Linked DNA regions of Gossypium hirsutum: region 1 is linked to region 2. The links are chromatin contacts, called in public Hi-C maps. All regions are on one chromosome and are shown on one strand. The core of a region is the stretch at or near the end of the contact, and the rest is flanking DNA. Distances in the headings are between cores, read along the strand shown. Region 1 has its middle 2.8 kb from the start of LOC107900177. Region 2 has its middle 5.0 kb from the start of LOC107900143.

Evidence for each region. Hi-C and Micro-C count contacts between places; a contact is called where the count stands out from the background.
Region 1: a Hi-C map of leaf shows a contact between it and region 2, with 2.7 times the contacts expected there. The contact joins two enhancer-like sites. A contact is called at or near these places in 4 of 34 Hi-C or Micro-C datasets (anther, hypocotyl and leaf).

Annotation. Positions count from the first base shown.
Region 1 is chrA11:64,998,647-65,003,816 of Gossypium_hirsutum_v2.1, forward strand. No RefSeq gene overlaps it. Among protein-coding and RNA genes, the nearest start is that of LOC107900177, 2.8 kb to the right of the region's middle. Within about 2 kb of position 2,190, at least 1 of the 9 cell types and tissues checked has an H3K27ac peak or open chromatin away from gene starts, as enhancers often do. A contact at or near this core is called in leaf, where this site is marked.
Region 2 is chrA11:64,900,678-64,906,597 of Gossypium_hirsutum_v2.1, forward strand. No RefSeq gene overlaps it. Among protein-coding and RNA genes, the nearest start is that of LOC107900143, 5.0 kb to the left of the region's middle. Within about 2 kb of position 2,589, at least 6 of the 9 cell types and tissues checked have an H3K27ac peak or open chromatin away from gene starts, as enhancers often do. A contact at or near this core is called in leaf, where this site is marked.

The DNA of each region.
Region 1 (5,170 bases), core at 940-3,439, 98 kb after region 2:
TTCACATAATCTTGAAAAGATTTTCCATCTCTTTGTTTTACTAAGATTAAACCCATTAATGTGTTCATTATCGTCCTATGAGTATAGAACCTACCCAAAAACATATGACCTAATTGTGAGAAGCTTTGAATGAAACTATGTGGTAAAGATAAATACTACTCTTTTGCGCTTCCCTTAAGGGTCCTTGAGAAAGCCTTGCACTTCATCGCGTCTGAGGCCCTTAACACATTCATATAATCGTTATACTACATGAGATGTGCTTTGGGATCCTTTTTACCTTCAAACATCGCTTTCGGTACTTTGAATTTAGATGGTAAATTCGCAGCTACAATCTCTAGTGATAAAGGATTGTTAGAACAAAACAACCAGTCAATGTCTTGTATCCCAAGGTGCAATGCCTGAACACCTCTATGCAAAGCATCCCTCTCGCTTTGCTATGGCTTTGCATATGCTCCTACAGCCTCCTCCTGAAGAGGCGCGACATTGTTCTAAAATAAAAAAGGTCGAATTACATCTTTCTTCTTAATTCCTCGTTCTGTCTTAGTAGTTCCTGGTGAAACGATTGTTGCTATTCAAACCTGGTACTCTGTTGAGTCATATGCTCTTTCATTAACCTTAGTTGTTCTTGTAAACCAAATAACTATTACGGCGGTGCTACCTAATCAAAAGGAAAGGATGGCCCCTGACCAGAATGGACATTTAAGATCAAAGGAATTAGAAGCACCCCCTTAGCTTGAGTTGCCCAAGTCTTTTGGCCGATCAACAAATTAGCCAGTGAAAAGATCGATCTTTCAAAGTTGATTGCCAGTGTCAGAACCTCCTGCTTGGTCTGATGGAAAGTTGTTAGGGAAATTCTCATTAAGGTGAGTTATCTTGATTTTCTGATTTTTTGATGGTCAAAAGTTTGTCCACACTCACCACACCAAATTGTTGAGTGTTTTGTCTGTTTGTCCTCCAAGGGGGCTAATTTCTTTATTTATATGATACAGTTCCTAGATGTGACATCCTAGGTAGGCCCACATGCATGCTAACATGTACCCTATTTTAATATCTACACATGTTCTCTAGGTATGAGTTCGCCTGCATGGTGATGGGAACCCATCATGTGTGAGCTCATGAAAGGATGCGAACTCATCACGTGTGAACCCATGTAAGGATACAAACGGGTTGGTCCTAATTAGATAACTGAGTAGCAGGTTGGTAATAGCAAACACCATAACATTATTCATAAAAAAATGCTATAGCTTTTTTACTATAAGTTATTTATAAAATATAACCTTTAAAGGTATGGAAAAATATATATTACTTATAAGAATTATTATAAAAGTTTTGGACAATTTATAAAAAAAAAGGTATTTCATAACTTCAATCATAAGTAGAATTGAGATGATCCATACTTCGTATATTACATGGAAGAATGAGATATTGATAATTTTAATGATGTAGCTCAAATTCAGATAATAACCCAACAAATATGCACTAGAACAATTTGATAAAATTGCATATGATGTTTATTTTCCTTACTATTTTTATTAGTAATCGTGTTATTAACTACTTTTTTAGGCTAACATGACACGTATGATGACTTGATTTCAATTTTTGTTACTTATTTAGAAATTATTATTTTCATAATAATAATTCTTATATTAATTAATATTTTTTAAAATATAAATGATATAATTGTGTACTTAAAATTTGTACTACAAAATATAACATAAACAATTACGATATAATTATACTTTGTCAGCCAAACATGTTTAAGGGATTACAATTCTTTGTAATTAAAAAAAAAACCATTTTCATTCAATTATCTTTTATTATCCAAACAAACTCTTAGTAGTTTCAAAAAATTATAAGTTAAACATTAGAATATATTAAAAACCTAAGTTTACATTTATGTATGACTGTTTAATTTTAGAATTTTGAAATTCAACCAGTTGTATGGCGTAAAGAATTTCGAAGCATGCATAGAACAATGGAAATACAAACTTCAGTTTCGAGGGAGATTGGAACCTGAATCACCTAAACAAAACTACCCAAATATGTCAAACAAGAAAGTCGAGCCCAATTAAACCGATCTGACATTTCAGCCCACAAAAGTGGAAATTATTTCAAACCAGTTACAACCAAACTATTAAACGTGGTGGGCCTGAAGACCACTGTATATGAAAATTCAAGAATATGTAGTGGATCTGACATTTAGCCCCAAAATTTTAAACACGGGCCTCATGATTTGTGAAACACTGTTGGGCCAAAATATCCAATTGTAGACATCAGCTTTAGAAGATGGGAAATGCGAAGAGATACGTTTGAAAAGATAGAAAATGCCATGGCTACATCCTTGTTATGTTTCCAGGACAAATTGCAATACATAAACAGTAGGAGTTGAATGGGTATCCGTATTTATAATTGACCTTCAATTTTCTATTTTAAAAATGAAATTTTGATGATGACTCAAAGCTAAGAGAACAAGTAGGAACAACATAATTTAAATTTAAATGTTTACAATTTTTTTTATCAATTTAAGTTAAAAAAAATTAAATTGCACCATCAACTTTTTCAAAAGAGAATAATTGATATTTTTTAATAGAAATATTGATTAAATCATTAATTTTTTAAACATGTCAACTCAAATAATAATTCAAGTGTATTTTTTTAAAAACTTTTTGAATTTTTAAATTTTTTTATAATTTTTAATTATTTGTTAACATGAAGTGTACATATAGGATGTCACGCGGCTTACCGCATCAACATTGTTAAAAATTAGTGTTTTATTCACAATTTCCGCTAAAAAAATAATTTGACTCTTTTTAAATGATTAAATATCAAATTTAACAAAAAATAAAAGTCAAATTAATAAAAAATGTAAATATCAAAAATTAAATTTATCATTATACCATATTTTATAACTATAAGTGTGCTCATCAATTTTACCGTTTGAGACTAATCATATTTGAATTGAGTGATATTCAAATAAAACCTTCTTTTAACAATAACAATATTAAAATTTAAACTAAAATCAAATACCTTTTCCATGCACTTAGCGGATGAAACAACTCCTAACATAGTAGCGTCAGATAGGCTTTCATAAAGAGGAAAAAGAAGAAGAAAAGTTGAGAAGTTTAAACGCAAGTGGAACATAAGTATAAGGAAGCAATAGTAAATAAAGTGGGGGGACAAAATTAAAGCGCGTATTGTTGATTAGTTGTAAATAAATAACACAATCTTCAATTCATCTTTGTCTGTTTCTTTCGCCTTTTAAAAAATGGAATAAAATAAAATAAAGACACCGCGACAGCTATAGAATCGGATCCAATTTGGTTAAGGAACTGGCTATTTAATTGTATGGCAATTTTTTTTTGTTTGTTTTTATAATATGTATGCCAATATTATTAAACATGATTTTAGGAAGAAATTTGGAAAATAAATAATAAATCAAGTTGTTTTGTCGGTCCTTCCTTGTCAAAAATAATATTCTTCACAAACTTTTGGTTACTTATTTTTTCATTTTTTATATATCTATTTTATGGTTCATGTTTAGGGTTCATTATTGTCTCGTCTAACAATATCATCTCTAAAGTTCTAACTTATATCATTATTTAAAAATGTAACGTGTCTTACCATTACATTCAATTATGAGTATTTATTTTTAACCCCAAATGAGTTTTTTCCCTCCCATCACATGGAATGTTTATGCTTGTAGACTTCCTCCTCGTAGTTATCGCCTAAATAGATCGGTAGCGTCATCATCTTCTTCCATGGTCGATTGCTGCATCATCCTCACCGCCCATTGTGTATCTGCCACTCTCGCATCCAGTGGTTGCCACGATAAGCCATCTCGGTAAAACAATGATGCGCGCAACATCCCACCAGACATAAATTGTATGTCGATTGTTAGGGGTTCTAATCTCCATTATTATTCCATCCTACCTCCTCTTCATCGTCAATTCTCAGATTTTCCATATTCCTCTCCATATTAAAAACCCAAAAAAGAAAAAAGCAAAAACTCACTCAGAAAAAACAAAAAGCAAACACTCGAATTGATTTGAACTAACAAAGGAAATAGACTTTTTTTTAAAAAAAACCTTTAAAAAAAACTTGTGAAAACAACAGACAAGAGCGTGTCAAGAGAGAGACATTTAAATTTATCATTTAAATTATATCTTTGTTAGCTTGCAAACAGATCTCAACTTCATTTAATCAAACTTTAGTAGAAAATAGATTTTTGTTAATTTTAACTTGCTAAAGGCCTTATTTTAAGTGTAGTTGAAATATCTAATAACTTGTTCCAATTTTTAGGAGAAAGGTTGGAAATTGAGAAAATTAGACGATATTATTAAGCTTCCAATTTTTTTCCTATTTTTAATATGTAAGTACAACTAAATACGATTTCTTATATTTGTAAGAGAATATAATTAATAATTTAATATTACACTTACTTTTCAAAATGTCTAACATGAAAAAAATAATTAAAGTACTTAGCGACTTAATTATAAGGATAAGATTAAATTTCTCATTTTATTTCTAAAGGAATTAATTTAGTCCTTATACTATTAAAAAATGAAGTTAATTAATCATTAAACTATGGGTAAGTTTTTATTTTGGTCATTTAACTAAAAAAGTTACAATTTGATTGCTAAATTATTCAAAAATTTTCATTTAATTCACTAAGGTGTTAAAATCAATGTTATATAGTTTTCTCTGTTTGCATTGCTTGCACCAATTAAAAGCTTTCTTTCTCTTTCTCTTCTACAATTCAGTTATTTTCATGAAACAAATTTAGATGTCACAACTCTAAAAACCAAAATTCAAACAACCTTTTTCTATGATCTTCGACAATTACTGATAGATTGTCTTGGACTTAAGGTATGTTCTTCTACTCATAGATGGGTATTGATCTATTGTATCAATCGTCGAATCATCGCTTAGAACATGCTGGTAGAATTTTAAAAAAAAACTTAACAATCCAATGACTTAAATAAAAATATTTGAATAGTTCAGTGACTTAAATAAAAACTTTCGAATAGTTTAGTGACTGAATTATAACTTTTTAATTAAATAATCAAAATGAAAATTTACCCATATTTTAATGACTAGTAATGTAGTTTACCCTAAATTTTAATAGAATTAATATTTATTGTATGTAATGTCAATAATCTCTTAACTTAAT
Region 2 (5,920 bases), core at 1,339-3,838:
CATCTTTCTTTTTCCTTCCCACCATATTAGGTAAACCTAGTTATCGTTCAGAATCATTGGAACTGCAAACTCCAAGCACTCTAGTTATTGTTCTTCTGACTTCCTTCTCTGTATTAGTGCTGAAGAAAGTAGTAGATTTAGAAAAATTAACTTTTTAACCTGAACAAATTTCGTATTCATGTAGTATCTGTTTCAAACAAGTTGTACTCATTTCCATTGTTGTCCCAAATAAAATGCAATCATCTGCAAAAAGTAGGTGAAAAATCTGAGGGCCGCTTCTGCTTGCCTTAACTCCTCTCATTGATTTTATCCCTAGCTTCATAAGGTTGGAAAAACCTTCTTTACAGAATAAGAATAAGAATGGACTCAACGTATCATCCTGTCTTAATCCTTTTGAAGGGAAAAAAGTTTCCCCTTTATTCCCACTTAAGAAAACCAAGTAAGATACTATAGTAACACATTTCATAAGTAGAGCCACCTAGTCCAGATCAAATCCCAACTTCTTCATTATATCTTCCACAAAATTCCATTCAACCCTATCATAGACTTTGCTCGTATCCAATTTTACCGCCATAAATCCCTTTTTCCCTCCCTATTGTGTCTCAATGTATGTAGAAGTTCATAAGCCAACAAGACATTATCTGAAATTAAACTCACTGGAACAAAAGCGCTTTGGGCCAGATCCATACATTTATTCATTAACAATCGAAGACGATTTGCCATAACTTTAGGCAATAATTTGTAAATTACATTACACAAACTAATTGGCCTAAACTGAGTTATATCTGAGCACTTCTAATAAAATATTGTCGGAAAACTATCCTCTCCTGGTGCTTTTGTAGGACCCAGTTCTGCCAGTGCTTCTTGTATCTCCTCCTTCGTATATCTCGCCTTGAGCTTTGAGTTATCCTCATAAAAAATGAGTCTAGAAATTCCTGATAAAATGTGCTCATAATTTCCCCTTCTCCTAGCCGAAAACAAGTCATGAAAGAACGATCTAGCAATCTCCTCCATTTTACCTATTTCATCTGTTTCTCACCCATCATCATACTGCATTTTTTTAATTCAGTTCCTCCACCTTTTCTGTGTTGCTTGTTTGTGGAAGAAAGCTGTGTTTTTATCCCTAAACTTTAACTAATTTACTCACGCCCTCTGTTCCCAGTAACGCTCATCTTTTTCAATATCGAAATTGAGTTGAATTCTCGTATCAATGAGATCTGTCAGATTGTCATCATTTCTCTCATCTTCCATCAACTTACTTAGTTTGGAGATTAACATCTTTTCCTTTCTTTCTATTATACTGAATCTATCTAGCCCACCTCTCCAAGCCTCTTTTCACACTTTCTAATTTGCTCAACAAATCTTCTGTCGAATTTTCCCAGATATTTTTAACCACATTAAGAAACGATTCCTCCAAAACCCACCATGCTTCAGATTTGAAATTCTAGATATTCTCTCCTTATCCTTCTTTTTCGTATACATAAGTAATGGGAAATAATCTAAGAATGTATGAGGGAGGTGTTGAAGTTGAAATTCAGAAAATAAAGAAAGCCATTCCTCAGTTGCTACTCCCCTGTCTAATTGCTCTTGGATATTAGTTCCTAGCAGATTACCCCGTTCCCACGTAAACCAATTGCCCGTAAAGCTTACATCCACCAGATTGCAATCCTCCAATACCTTGCGAAAAACTTTCATTCTTCTTTCTTCGTGAGGTAAACCTCCATTTTTTTTCGAAACCATACAAAATTTCATTAAATTCCCCACAAACGATCCAAAGAAGCTCTTTAAAATCACCTAAATGATGTAAAAGATTCCATGCATTATCTCTATCTTGTGAATAAGGGGACCCGTAGTACCTAGTAAATCTCCATTTACTTCCTTTTTCAACTTTTTCTATAATCACACCAATATGTCTCTGCGAAAAGCTTCTAAGCTGTATACTATTACCTCCCCGCCAAGCCAAACATAGCCCACCTCCAGATCCATTTGAATTTACATCTATACCATGCAGAAAACCATAACTTTTTCGAACTCGTTCCATCCGGCTCTTACAAATCTTCGTCTTCATAAATAAGACAATTTGGGGATTATGTAACTTCAGCACATGCCGAAGTCTTCGAATTGTCTGCGGGTTCCCCAAACGCCGGACATTCCAGCTTAATATTTTCATTGCAACCGGTCGGCTTGCCTCGGCAGCCGCCGATAATAGATGACTGACTTTCCCTACCCTCCTATTTTTTCCTTCCAAATTGGTCGTCTCCTCTTTAGCCAGAAAATCCTCCATCTCTCCTCTATTCCGCTTTTTACCCTCTTCTCCTATTAGTAATCCATCTTTAAGATCATGTTCCATTAAAGTGTGAGACTGACATTTTTTTGCTTTTTCCCCTTCGCTCCATAAGTTAGTTAGTCGTCCTTCCAAATTAATCCCCAATATGGGATCTATATTATTTTTGTTGCGCTTATTTGGCACTAAACCCCTCTCATTATTCTCCAAAATTTGTCTTTCCTCCTTACATACACCCCACTCCCCTTCTCATTCTTCCCTAGCCACACACTATTCATCGTTAGAGCTCGATCGGATTGTGCCCTCAAAGATAAGTCCCATCCCATCTCAGCAATTTCCACTCCTAATACCATCTTTGCTTTACAAAAAGAGTCACTATGGCCCAGTCGTCCACAATAAAAGCAAAACAGTGACAATCCTTCATATTTGAATCTGACATAGGAACACTTTCCATAACACATAATTTGTTTCTTCCTTTTTAAAGGCCTTCGAATATTAATTTGGACTCTTATTATCATAAATTTATATTTTCCTTTCCCAAATTTGATCCATCATACTTCATGAAAGTACCTATAAAGTTGTCCATTTGGACTGCCAGATTTTCCGAGAAAAAACCAATAGGAACATCATGTAATTGTACCCAAAAAGGGGAAAAAATTAAAGGGACTTTCAAAAGATCCTCCCCTCACTGCAGCTTATGTAGGACCAATAAATGATTATTAAAAGTCCATGGCGGACCCTTAATTACTCTCTCTAAGTCCATAATATGAAAAAATTGAAATAAACATCTTTTCTCCCCCAGATCTCGAATTTAAACTCCTCGAACCGGATGCCATAAATTTGCCATTGTGCTCTTCATAGCCGGGAAGTGAATCATGCTTGCTGTCATAAAACACCCCACCAGTCAACAAACCTTCACTCCTCCTTCCATATTAGGTTCATCCGGTACCTGTAAAATTGCTTCTTCCTCTTCATCAAGCGTTAACCCCGCAAATTCTATTTCCATTCTGATGCGTCAACTAAAACTGGCTAAATCAACTTGCCAAAGCCACGAATAAAATTAAACAAAACTCTGCTGTTACACCAAAACAATTAAACAAGAGAAAAACCCTAAAAATTGCCAGATAGAGCAGACAAAAACATGCTAGGGTAACAGACTTTTTTACTTTTATATTAATATTTTAAATGAAAGTAAAATCCAATTAATGGCTATAATTAATTCTTATTTAATTTGATGAATGCTATTAATATATGCATTTATTTTAAAATATATTTTTAGTAATTTACTATAAAAATAATTTTAATATTGTAACATTAAAACTTAATTCAATTAAGGAGATATCTTAAAATAAAAAGAGATAATTTAATTAAAATTAAATTAATATTTAGCATTAAGTGACAAGTAGCTATTTACATACTTATCTTATTTAATATATTTTAGGTTGAAATTTTGTATTAAGTAAAATTTAATACAATTAACAAATCAAATTAAAAATGTATTTTAAATTTTTTTCTGCCCTGGAAATTACCAAATTTCCTTATTTGAATCTATTTAAATAATCCTATTATTAAATTATTCTATACGTTGAAGATTATTTTTAAAAATAATAATAATTTAAACAGGAAAATAGCATAGTTTAAAGTTCATATTGTAAGAATTTTATGTAAATCCTAATGTTATAAATATTGCCTAAAAACATATAATCTTAAAAAATTGTTTTAAGAATTTTATTTCTAAAAGAAAATAAGAATTTTATTTGAAATGTAAAATATAATGGAAATAATTTAAAAGCCAAAAGAAAATATGTAATATGTTTAGAATCTAACGTTTCAAATATTGCTTTAGATATGTTTAGATTTACTCATAACATTTTTTAACTTTTAAATAAGAGGATAAATGCATTTCAACGTGTTTGAACCCATATCCTCCTAAACTAACAACAATACCAACCGTGCCAAGACTTAGTCAACAGAACATAAAATTCTTTATGCATATTTATTGGGTCATTAAAATAATAAAATATAAAATTTTAGTTTTAATCATGTGGAATTGGAATATAAGGTTTAATATTTTAAGATTTTGGAAATTTTTTATATAAAGTTTAATATTTAAGTTTTATAGTAAATATTACAAAATATAACATATCTTATCTTTCTTTGAGTATAATTCACACATCATTAACACGAGCAAATCATTCTCAACACATATCACAATAGATAGCATTATTGTGATTCTAATTTAAGCATTTCCTAAACTTTGTATTAATTAAGATTAAAAGAAGTAATATTTATGTATTTTTTTTATTAAAAATATTGTGTAAAGTTAAATGTATTTTGTAAATTATAATTTATTCTTTTGAATGAAAATGATAACTTGTATTGTTCTATAATATAAACTTGATTGTAGATTTCACTCAAAACTTTTGGACAATTAATAAATTAAGAAATCAAAATAAATTTTTATTTCTAATATTTATATACAAAAATTTTAGAAATGTGTTTTTAATTTAAGTTTTAAATAACTTAATATTTAAGTTTTTAATTGTACTAGATGAAATTGAATTTTGAAAAAAAAAAGAAATGAGGAAATAGGTAAAATTGGAAAAATGGATATTGTGATGCGGTTAAAAATTAATGCTTAATTTAGGAATTCTTCTTAAAAGTGCTTTTGGGAAAAAAATATTTTTGGAGAGATGTTAAAATTTTTATCTTTGAAAAAATTACTTTTAGGCTAATTTTTGACTTGGGAAAAAAAAATTTCTCTTAAAAAGCAGCTTATATAAGAATGATTTTATCCCAAAAGTGTTTTTACAATACTAAACAGAGCTTTAATTAAAATCCCATAGAACTATATACTTTAACCGAAAATGGTGACACATGATTTTAATTTTATTTTATTATTATTATTATAGCAAATATTAACTATATAAAATACCCACATTTATAGATAAACATTAGAAACTAAAATTTAATTCATCAGAAAACTTTTATTTTACTTGGAAATGGTCATTTTAATAAATAGAAAACACCGCACATGAAGTTAAATCGGAATACAAAACAATTAGTCAATTTAATATAAAGCATCATAGCAAATTTTCTCAAGAAGCTAAACACTGTTAACCAAAAAACAAATCCCCCGCCTAACTCGTTTCATCAAAGTATTTACCACTATATTCGCCTCCACAAAATATATTGTAATTTGATATTTTTTTTATCTACTTCCACCATGAATAAATCTATCTAAATATCTCTTATAAATTGCATGGAACTTTATTTTTTTTAGCACATCATTCAATAATAATTGCAACATTTAATTGTACAATTAAAAGTAAATTATCTTTTCATTTAGCCCGAAAAAATATCTTTATGACCCTTTTCTTACATATAGATAAATATAACACATCTATTTATCTCTAAATAATTGATATGATCAAAATTTTGGTGAAAGCAATAACTCTTCAAAATACTATAAAACAACAACAATGCATCCAAATAAATAACACAACTTTAAGTTTTGCTAAGAATAAATCAAAAACAACACAGCCACAAAAATAGAGTAGATCTAGTAGCCAATCATCCTAGAGATCATTAACAACATCCTATGAGATGAGAGTAATGGTTTCAATTGTCACACCT